Linked DNA regions of Mus musculus: region 1 is linked to region 2. The links are chromatin contacts, called in public HiChIP or PLAC-seq maps. All regions are on one chromosome and are shown on one strand. Each heading gives the region's core, a stretch centred on a gene start, on an enhancer-like site or on the middle of the called end of the contact. The rest is flanking DNA. Distances are from core to core; before and after follow the strand shown. Region 1 has its middle 18 kb from the start of Mir802. Region 2 overlaps Runx1 (runt related transcription factor 1).

Region 1 (5,412 bases), core at 1,598-4,097, 730 kb before region 2:
CAAGCCGTAGGTTTCAGACCTGCTGGGCAGGCTTTGCATCTGGAAGCTGGAAAATACTGGACAGTGAATTTCTGCCCACAGCCAAAATGTCAGCATCAGAGATCAGAGACAAGACTCAGTGCCCTTGGCCTGTAGCCACTGGTAGTAGAGTGAGCTCGCAATGGTGGCAGAAATTTCACACCCAGGGGCCTCCTCCATCTCCATCAACCGACTCCATCTCCAGAGAGTCTTGGAGGAAGCTTCCTCTCCACCTCCCGTTGAATTCTAACGTCCCCTGAGCTCGGAAGCCCACATTTATATGGTGCCAAGTCTTTAGCCAAATGTGGACATGCTGACAGGATGCAAAATAAGACCACTCTGGGATGAGTGGGCGATCCGACTGGGGACGTAAAGAACCTTGAGTTCACCAAAAGCTCACCAAACAGTCTTAGTCAGGACCCTGGCCCATCTCCATGGATATCTAACCCTGAAATGCTTCCGTTGGCTCCTGGCTCTGCCTTCCCCACCATGTTCAGTGCAGACACATGTTTCTGCCCTTGCTGCTGCACTGGAAGTTACCAGCAATCTGTATTTGAGGACTAAGCCTGCTAGCTTCCAGAAAGCTATCAGAAAGCCCCACCAAAACTCACATCCGCCTAGCTATGGGGTGGCTTTGACAAAGCTGCCCCACTGCCCATTAGCTGGTGTATTCACACGGTGGCAAGATTCTTAAAGCAGCAAGTACAGGCTTACCAGGTTTCTGAAAGAATAGTACACCCACGACCAAATTCCCAAATCCCAAACCCTATTTTCCACTGGTTCCTATCTCAGGATGCTCTGTGGACATCCAGGGAGATGCAGAGCTCAGCATGAGAATTCTGCCACATGTTGGTCATTCTCAACAGCATAGAGAGGGAGCAACAGGGAGGTCCTCCCTCTCCCTCTTAGTGAGGTCCTCCCTCTCCCTCTTAGGGAGATCCTCCCTCTCCCTCTTAGGGAGGTCCTCCCTCTCCCTCTTAGGGAGGTCATCCCTCTCCTTCACAGGAGGTCATCCCTCTCCTTCACAGGAGGTCATCCCTCTCCTTCACAGGGAGGTCATCCCTCTCCTTCACAGGGAGGTCATCCCTCTCCTTCACAGGATGTCATCCCTCTCCTTCACAAGAGGTCATCCCTCTCCCTCTTAAGGAGGTCATTTCTCTCCTTCACAGGGAGGTCATCCCTCTCTTTCACAGGAGGTCATCCCTCTTCTTCACAGGAGGTCATCCCTCTCCTTCACAGGAAGTCATCCCTCTCCCTCACAGGGAGGTCATCCCTCTCCTTCACAAGAGGTCATCCCTTTCCCTCTTAAGGAGGTCATTCCTCTCCTTCACAGGGAGGTCATCCCTCTCCTTCACAGGAGGTCATCCCTCTCCCTCTTAAGGAGGTTATCCCTCTCCTTCACAGGAGGTCATCCCTCTCCTTCACAGGAGGTCATCCCTCTCCCTCACAGGGAGGTCATCCCTCTCCTTCACAAGAGGTCATCCCTTTCCCTCTTAAGGAGGTCATTCCTCTCCTTCACAGGGAGGTCATCCCTCTCCTTCACAGGAGGTCATCCCTCTCCCTCTTAAGGAGGTTATCCCTCTCCTTCACAGGAGGTCATCCCTCTCCTTCACAGGAAGTCATCCCTCTCCCTCACAGGGAGGTCATCCCTCTCCTTCACAGGAAGTCATCCCTCTCCCTTGTAAGGAGGTCATCCCTCTCCTTCACAGGAAGTCATCCCTCTCCCTCACAGGGAGGTCATCCCTCTCCTTCACAGGAAATCATCCCTCTCCCTCGTAAGGAGGTCATCCCTCTCCTTCACAGGAAGTCATCCCTCTCCCTCATAGGGAGGTCATCCCTCTCCACATTTAAAAAGCAGCCTATTCACAGATAAGTGTAGCTCTCATCCCTCATCAAAGGAACTTCTTTTGGGGATGGGGGGCTGCAGATGAGACCATTACAGAAACCCATAACTGGTCACAGTACAGAGAATCAGTGGCAGCCAGGTACTCAGCCCCAACTGATATATCTACAACATGACACTATACTTAAGGCTTTGGAAACATTGCAGAAGAGGGAACAGATAGATTGTGAGAGCCAGAGGACTAAGATGTCGCTGGGAGATTTTGCCTCCTGTGTATGTCAGGGACACTGCACCCATGAGAGTCCACGATATGCTTGCCTAAAGCAGACCTGACTAACTATAACACAGTTCATGTCCCATCATGTATGGGGAAATCCTTGCAAGACCCCATACCTAGATGAACTACAGATATTCAGTGATCGCTGAGAGAGAGAATTAGTTTCCCCCAGGGATGAGACCCCATAATTGGCTGTTCAACCCCAAGTGGTCAGCCCTAAAAGCATACACATACAAGTAGTAACTAAATGGTCTCAGTGGGATATTTATATGTGCATGCATGCGTGCACACACACACTAATTAAAGAAAAAGAAGCCATGAATTTCAGAGGGACTGGGAGACTATGGGGACATGGGAAATATATAAGTATACTACACATATATGAAATTAAAAATTCCTTTATAAAAAGGCAGTGGTATCTCTCAAGGCATTTTGGGGATGTGTTTTCATGAGTTCGCTTCGCTTCTGCTCAGGCATGTCGACTTTACCTACTAAACGGGTGACGACATTTTCCCGGGTGGAGAGTGTATTAAGGAATATTTATCCGATGCACTTGTCAACAATGCTCTCCCTGTCCAAGCCGGGGCTGTGAGTCCTCTCATGCTCTGCTCTCCGAGGCTTGGTCATGGCGTTCTCAGGCACTCTGAGTGGACGTGGGCCTCTTGAAACCACTCTTTGTCTTGCTGGATGACTGTTAGCCACACGTGACAGAAAGACTGTTTTCCACATCCTGGTAAGGAAATCCTCTACAAGAGCAGCAGACTTTCCCTGCCCTCCTCCACCGTGTCCTTGCCAGGAAGGGCTAAATAGGCCTTCTGTAGTCACTTCTCCTCAGCACCTTACACCACAACTCAGTTACAGACCCTGAGCCAGAAAAGTTAGCTTCTGCTCGGAGACCACAGGGCCCATAGAACAGAGAGCTGTTTTAGGATGGAGGGTCTGCGCCCAGCCGGGTCCAGCCTCCTGCAGACACATGGCATCTAGGGAAATGTCCCCTTTCCTCTCCCCTCTTCTCCTATAACTTGCATAGCTCTGCATGTATATATTTACTTAAATATTCAGCTCCACTTTTCGTTTTCTGTGCCAATGACCTTCTGAGGCAAGAGGCTTAACCAAAGCGCTGAAATTTACACGTAATCCATTACATGCTACTGAAGTGATGTTTGGAAGCGTTGGCCTTATCCAAACTAACTCCTTGTCCAAGACAAATCTTTTTGTCACCGTAAATAGATGCCATTGCCCTGGGGAGTGGGTGGGGGAACCCCATGCTGCTGGTAACTGGTAGACTGTAACTCAGTAAAAACATAGTTCCTCTGATGATGTGAGGTTTCTACGTGCCTTCAAGAGTTACCATGGCCGTTCATTTCTGCCCACTCTGTGCCTTCCACATGTGGCTTCTCTGCTTGTTCATGCGTATCCTTGATGTCGCCTTTTTATTTGGTGATGATGGTAGTGAGTGTGAGGTAGGTTGGGAGAGGTTGTGGCAGACATTGCTGGGTCTCAGGACCTATATTTCTGAACAGTGGCTCTCTCTGACTCTAGCATTCTGGTTCAATGTTTTTTGACCCTTTTGAGGTATGTAGTCTGAATCTGCTTTAAGTACTGAGAGGGGGCTGTAGTGGTTGGCCTGACTGATCAGGAGGCAAGCTTGCTCTCCATATCAGGAAGAGCTACAGACCCATGGCGCTGCCCTCCAGGCTCAGCATGGGTTGTAGACACAAGAAAGATCTGTGCCTACTCTGAAAGCTGCTATCTGTATGGCCACTGTGACTTGCCATTTCTTCAGGACATACAGCGAGTGGCTCTAAGCTATTTTCCTGGGCTCCACCCCTGAGCACACCTGAGCATGCGTGGCCAGAACAGAAATCCCGCTCATTGAAACTCACCTCATGTTTTCCTGGAAAATAAACATCAGTCCAGTGGGATGCAGAATTTCAGACTGGAAGAGAAGAAACAAGAAGCAACATTATGATCTGGCCCTGCTACATTGTATTAGATGTGGGCTGAAGACTTTCTCTCTACAGTAGAGTATGGCTGGCCTGAAGCCAGGAAGCCTTCCATACTGCCTCCACATAAGATTTACTTTTAATTACATGTGTGTCGGGGGTATGTGCACATGAGTGCAGGTGACCAGAAGTATCAGAACCCTCTTATGCTGAAGTTACAGGGAGTTGTGAGGCATCTGATGTGGGTGCCAGGAATTGAACTCAGGTCCTCTGCAAGAGCAGGGAGTGTCCTTGACTACTGAGCTGTCTCTGCAGCCCTGTCTATGAGTTTGGATGCATGGTTTGCACACATGCACACCTCCATGCACACCTATAGGCACACGTAAGTCATGGCTGCTGTGATTCTTAGTTGCATCCATCTTATCAACCCCAACGACCTCTGGTGTGTCACTGCAGCACCCTGAGCTCCAGCGTAGGCACTGAGAACACATTTCCAGGAGATCCATTTCTGCCGTGCTGTCTCTTCTTTCAGTTTGATATTTTATCGAGGCCTCAAGAGCAAGGGAAAGAGTGCTGAGAAGAATCCAGGTCCCAGGGAAGAGGGGACTCTGGACCCATCTCAGGCTGTATACCCTGAACTGTATTACCGGCCATGACCATGAAGCAGAGCTTGCAGGTAAGAGCCCTTGTCTTCAGTGCCACCATCAACATCTGCCTTGATTTCCAAAGAGCTAATGCTGGGCCACCATGGCAGAACCTCCTATGCTCACACTGAAGACCTGTTAGGAAGCCCTCGCCGGCTCAGGTCGTCCAGGACGTGAGGGTCTTTACAGCCCTTTTTTGTTTTCTTGCCCGTCTCTGTTGGCTCAGGTTCTTCCTGTTGCATTGCCACATCTGACCACAAGCACCAATCACTTTCTAAATTGCCCAACTCTTCTCATGAGCTTTCTGTGTCCTCAGTCAATGAGAGGTATACCTCTGAAATCTCATGTCACACGGAGACCACATCAGCCTTTGACATACACATGTACTGCAGTTAAGAGCACTGGCTGCTCTCCTAGAGGTCATGATTTCAATTCCCAGCAACCACATAGTGGCTCACAACCTTCTATAATATGATCCAATGCTCCCTTCTGGCATGCAGGTATATATGCCAATAGAGCACCCATATACATAAAATAAATTATAAAAAAAAAGACATCTAAGTTGTTGATGTAAGAAACACAGCATCCACCCTAAAGGGGATAAGAGATAGTTAATCCTAGAGCCAAATACGATTGCAGTGCAGAGTGGCAGAGTTTTCACTGAGATTTGTAATGAACCACTAT
Region 2 (5,310 bases), core at 646-3,145:
TGTGTGTGTGTGTGTGTGTGCGTGCGTGCGTGCGTGCGTGCGTGTGTGTGTGTGTGTGTGTGGTGTATGTATGTATGTATGTATGTAAGTATCTGTGTGTCTATGTATATCTGTGAGGGTGTATGGGTGAGAGACAGTGTGAGAGTGTACGTCTGTGTCTGTGTCTCTGTATGTGTATTCATGTCTATGTGTGTCTGTGTATGTTTATGTGTGTCTGTGTGTGTCTATGTGTGTGTCTGTGTATGTTTATGTGTGTCTGTGTGTGTCTATGTGTGTGTCTGTGTGTGCCTGTTTGTATGTGTATGAATGTGTGTTAGAGAGTGTGTGTGTCTATGTCTATGAGTGTGTCTGTGTGTGAGTGTGTGTCTGTGAGTGTGTGTCTGTGAGTGTGTGTCTATGTGAGAGTGTGTGTTTGTGAGTGTGTATGTCTGTCTGTGTATGTGTATTTATGTCTGTGTGTGTACGTCTGTGAGTGTGTGTCTGAGTGTGTATGTCTGTTTGTCTGTGTATGTGTATTTATGTCTGTTTGTGTGTGTGTGTGTGTGTGGTGTGTTTGTGTATGTCTGTGTGTATCTGTGAGTGTATATGTCTGTTTGTGTATGTCTGTGTGTATCTGTGAGTGTATATGTCTGTGTATGTGTATTTATGTCTGTGTGTGTGTTTGTGTATGTCTGTGAGTGTGTATGTCTGTCTGTGTATGCATATTTATGTCTGTTTGTGTGTTTGTCTGTGTGTGTGTGCCTGTTTGTATATGTGTGAGTATGTGTATAAATGTGTGTGTTACAGTGTGTGTGTGTGTGTGTGTGTGTGTGTGTGTGTGTGTGTGTATCTGTGTCTCTGTGTGTGCCTGAGATTCAGTTTCTGGGAGGTGAACCGATCCACCCTGTGCCCCGTGCCTGCCTCAAACCCTTCAGCTACTTGATGCTGAGGCTCTGGAGGCCACTGGGTAGTCCGTGCATCTGCCAACACACTGGCTGGGGGCAGGATCAGAGAATCTTTTCTGCTCTGAGAGTGATTCAGCCATTCTCAAAATAAATAAGTAGCAGAGTGCAGAGAGGAAGAAGTGGAAAACATTGAAATCTGAGTCTGGAGGGCGGAGTTCTTCTCAGCAGGGCTCCTGAGTCCTGAGCAGGGGGCAGTGCCCAATGGAAAGCCCTCAGGCCCTGCCACCTGGCTCTGTGCAATTCTCAGCTTCTGCTGGAACTTCAGTTTTGTCATCTACAAAGTTGGGAGGAGGGTGTAGTGAGGGCTAAGGCACTGATGAACTCAACGCTTGATTCAATGTTTCCAGGAGCAGTTGAACTTGCAAGGCATCCTCTTCCAGCCTCTAGCAGGTGACCTGCTCTGAGGAGTGTGTCCAAAGGGGGATGGAGAAGAGATGGCCACTGGGGGTGTGGGGGAGGGGCTAGTGAGGAGCAAGATGGAGTAGGGCCAGAGGGAGGATCGACCCATCCAGCCCAAGCTGCTGCAAAGGGACGGGAATAAATGCAGAGTGGAGTGGCTTAAGCAGGGGAAATCATCAAAACTATATTTCCCATGACTTTGGCAGCCTTAGAAAAAAAAAAGAAGAAAGGGGAAAAAAATCTGTAAACACACAAAGTGCTCAATTGTCCGAGCCTAATGGCCAACTTCCCAAAGCTGGCCGGCCAGAGACCTTGGTGTTAATTCCTCAGCCAACTGGAAAAAAAAAGATGGTGTGAGTTCTGTTGACTTAATTGCCAGAGCGTTGCTGAGTGAGGCTGCCCCCCCCCCCTTGCGTATGCTGGGCCTTTCCTCATTACCTGCCCTACCTATCTCCACAATCTAGCCACAAACAGCTTTGGTTGACCACACCACTTCCCTATTGAAAGTTAATACTGTTTGACTCATTCGGTGCTGCTTAACCCGAAGCCAAAGAAAACAAGGCAGAGAATAGCTGGCTTGTATGGAGTCTGGAAAGCCCTGCTCGGCCCTGCTTTCAAAGTCCTATACAGTAGCCTTACTATACCTCAGCTGCAGCTGCACAGAAAATGGAGGAAGCAGAGGTGACCCTCTGTGTGTGTGTGTGTGTGTGTGTGTGTGTGTGTGTGTGTGTTGGCGAGGGAGGTGGGGGTGGGGGACGGAGAAGAGAACAGGAAGGGAATGGGGTGCCCCCCCCCCCGGGGGGCTGGAAGAGACAACAGAGCAATCTGCCCAGTTCCGGGATTCTCTTTCTGGGCTCCAAAGTGTATCCTAACAGACAGCAGTGTCTGGGCTGAACAGATACACTAAAAAGAAAGACTCAAAAACCCATTGGAAAAAGCGATTTTCCTATAGAAGACAGCAGAGAGAGGGGAGTTGGATCTCACCTGACCAGCTTCCCATAGGACAGTCCCTAGGTGACCAGGGACAAGGCCCACCACTGCCAAATGTGGGAAGGACTCAGAGGCAGAAGGTTGTCTTGGGTTGATAGGGAGGTAGCCACACTGCTCCCTACTCCTTGCCTGAGATGAGGTCACCAGGGGGGCAAATGGGGGTGAGGGGTGGGGTGTGCTCAGAATTTGGAATGAGTAGAACTCTCCCTTTGTAAGTGACCAGGCCGGTGCTCTGCAGGTACATGGCTGCTTGCTGATGGGTACTTGTGACTGGTAGACAAGATTCTGCTCACTCGGCCATTCCTGGATTGTAGCTGCCGCCCCTCCTCCTCCCCAGTCACACACCCCAGTGGCTGAGAGACAGAGTCACCCCCAAACAACTTGAAAGTAACCTTTTCTTGAGTGTGGCACTCAGCCAGTGCTTTGCTAAAACACAACTGTGAACTCACAGGTGCTCAGCGTCTGCCCTGTGCTGTCTCTTTGGTCCCTTTTCCTTGAGGCCAGCCTAGAGCTCCAATTGGCTCTTTTTTTCCTCTTCAGGTTTAGGGATTGATGGAGCCTTTTCTTTACCCCCTTTTCCTAAGCACGGAGGGAGAAAGATCGTTGTTGATGCTGCGAGCCGAGAACCCCAGAGAAGGACATCCAATCAATCACTCACTCGCTCGCTTTCTCACTCCTCCGTCCAGCCAGGTTTTACAGGGACATCACTCAGCCTCCTCCAAGAGGCCTCTGTTTATCTGGACTCTGTGCAAACATACTCAGCACCACTGCCAATCACATGTAGCATGGCAGGAACAGGAGAAGGACAGCTCATTAGGAGAAGTGAGAGATGCAGGATTGCTCAGACCCAGCGCTGAGCATGGAGATGGAGGTGGGGGCCTCTGAGTGTCTTCTCCTTCCTCCCAGGCCCGTGCAACCTAGGGCTTGCCCTGCTGAAGGCCCGAGTCCAGGTGCATTTCAGAGACTAGAGAGCTCTCCTGCCTCTGCCTGTGTCCTGCAGTCCTCCCATGGCTGTCTTCCCTGAAGTCTATCCGTGTCAGAGCTGCTCCGGTAGATGGATAAGAACAGTTACATCAGCTTACTTTTTAATTACACTTTACAGAGGGGGGTCCTGAGACCGTGCTTTCAGGAGAGTTAGATAACAGTTGAGATTACAGGCTGGCAAAGGAGCAGGTCTTGCCGTGTGAGTTCCCTGCAGTTCTCCCACAGGCGGCCACCCCCACGGAGGACCACTGCGGGTCAGGAGCACAAGATAACCAGACAGCTTCTGCTCTAAGCTACAATTACCTCCTTAGTCACCAGACAAAGCAGGAGGTGAGGGAGGGTGATGACCACAGAGACAAACCCCTCTACTCTCAGGACACCAGGGTCCCATGGGAGCCACCACACCTGAAGTCTGTCACTCAAGGCCCAGAATGGAGAATGACTGATAGAGACTGCTGCTTTTTTTTTCTCCCTGAATCCTGGGGCTCAAAGAGGGAGAGAGGAGTCCTGGGGCCTCAGGGAGCAGGAGAGGCGGGGCCTGTCAGCCTGTTGTCTGTGACTGTCAGGCTTGGTCTGGATTTGGCCTCCGCTGGCTTTACTGTTCCGTGTGTGGATCAAGGAATAGTTTGTGTCTGATTGAGAAATGTGAATGTGTATGTGTGCATGGGTGGATCACACACAGGTACACACACACACAAATATATGACAAATGCATACATATATGTGTGACTTATATGTGTGTGTGATAGATATAATACATATATAGAACATGTTATATGTATATGTGATATAAACACATTGTATGTACATATAACATATATATGTGCTATCGTGTATATGTGTGTAGTAGACATGTGCTACATACATGTGTGTAGTATATATAAACACATTACATATATATTACATATATGTATGATATGATAGAAGTATGTACTGTATACCAGCATGGTGAAGATATGAGTTGATAGGAATATATAGACATGCACATGTGTGAGTATGTGGTACGTGTGTATGTAGATGCATGCAATGCACATGGTATAAGCATGTGGCATATGCATGTGTGGCATCAGCATGTGTGTGAACACACACACGTGCATCAGAGAAAAGCAGAATCCACTCTGGCTGCTGACTCATGCCAGTGTGCTGTGCTTGGCTCTGCACAAGGCTCATGCCAGTGTGCTGTGCTTGGCTCTGCACAAGGGACTTGTCTTACTTTTCCGCATGATGAAAAGAATGGTTTGGTGACAGATTTGACTCTGACAGGACAGTTCTTCAGGGAGCCACACTGCCCAGCCTGAGACTTTGCCTCAGCAGGTATCTTCACAGCAGTCATACTATGTCCACACAGCAGTCACACTGCTCACACACTTAGTTCTGGATTCCTTTGCCCCAAATGAATTAATTCTACTTTCCTCTAGTCTTGGGAAGGAAGGGTGGATGGTGCTGATCAAGAATATCTGTTTGCTGGGTTAAAGCTGGTTGTTTAGTCAGCATTTAGCCTTAGCCGGATGTGTGCCCGGAGCCTTAGGTACTAAGGAGACAGCAGGATTCATGTCTCCATAGACTCAAGGTTCAGCAGGCACAGACACACCACAGTGACACAATGGTGCTGTGGAAAAAGCCAGATGCTGAGGGTGAAGCCAGTGGGTAGAGTTCATGCTTAGAATGCATAAAGCCTGGAGTTTAATCCCTAGCAATGTGTAAACTTGGTATAGTGTAGATACATGTCTCTGCAGTACTCAGAAAGATCAGGAGTTCAAGGTCATCTTACATAGTGGTTTCAAGACGAGCCTGGATTACATGGCAGCCTGACACACACACACACACACACACACACACACACACACACACACACACACAGAGAGAGAGAGAGAGAGAGAGAGAGAGAGAGAGAGAGAGAGAGTCAGAGCTCTAAAGACTGTCTTAATGGTTAGGTTGGGGACAAGCTCTAAAGACCAGGTATTTGCCTAAAAGAAACACTAAGGAAATTGAG

What was found. HiChIP or PLAC-seq counts read pairs in DNA pulled down with a chosen protein or histone mark.
Region 1: a contact with region 2 is called in an H3K27ac HiChIP or PLAC-seq map of oligodendrocyte precursor cells, with 6 times the contacts expected there. The contact joins two enhancer-like sites. A contact is called at or near these places in 1 of 39 promoter capture datasets (hippocampal neurons), 1 of 484 Hi-C or Micro-C datasets (bone marrow-derived macrophages) and 3 of 115 datasets of contacts at active chromatin or transcription factors (embryonic stem cells, oligodendrocyte precursor cells and pancreatic cancer cells).

Annotation. Positions count from the first base shown.
Region 1 is chr16:93,385,351-93,390,762 of GRCm38.p6, reverse strand. No RefSeq gene overlaps it. Among named protein-coding and RNA genes, the nearest start is that of Mir802, 18 kb to the right of the region's middle. Within about 2 kb of position 2,847, at least 12 of the 459 cell types and tissues checked have an H3K27ac peak or open chromatin away from gene starts, as enhancers often do. A contact at or near this core is called in oligodendrocyte precursor cells, where this site is marked.
Region 2 is chr16:92,650,571-92,655,880 of GRCm38.p6, reverse strand. The region is part of intron 5 of Runx1 (runt related transcription factor 1); the gene reads left to right. Among named protein-coding and RNA genes, the nearest start is that of Gm30224, 57 kb to the right of the region's middle. Within about 2 kb of position 1,895, at least 96 of the 459 cell types and tissues checked have an H3K27ac peak or open chromatin away from gene starts, as enhancers often do. A contact at or near this core is called in oligodendrocyte precursor cells, where this site is marked.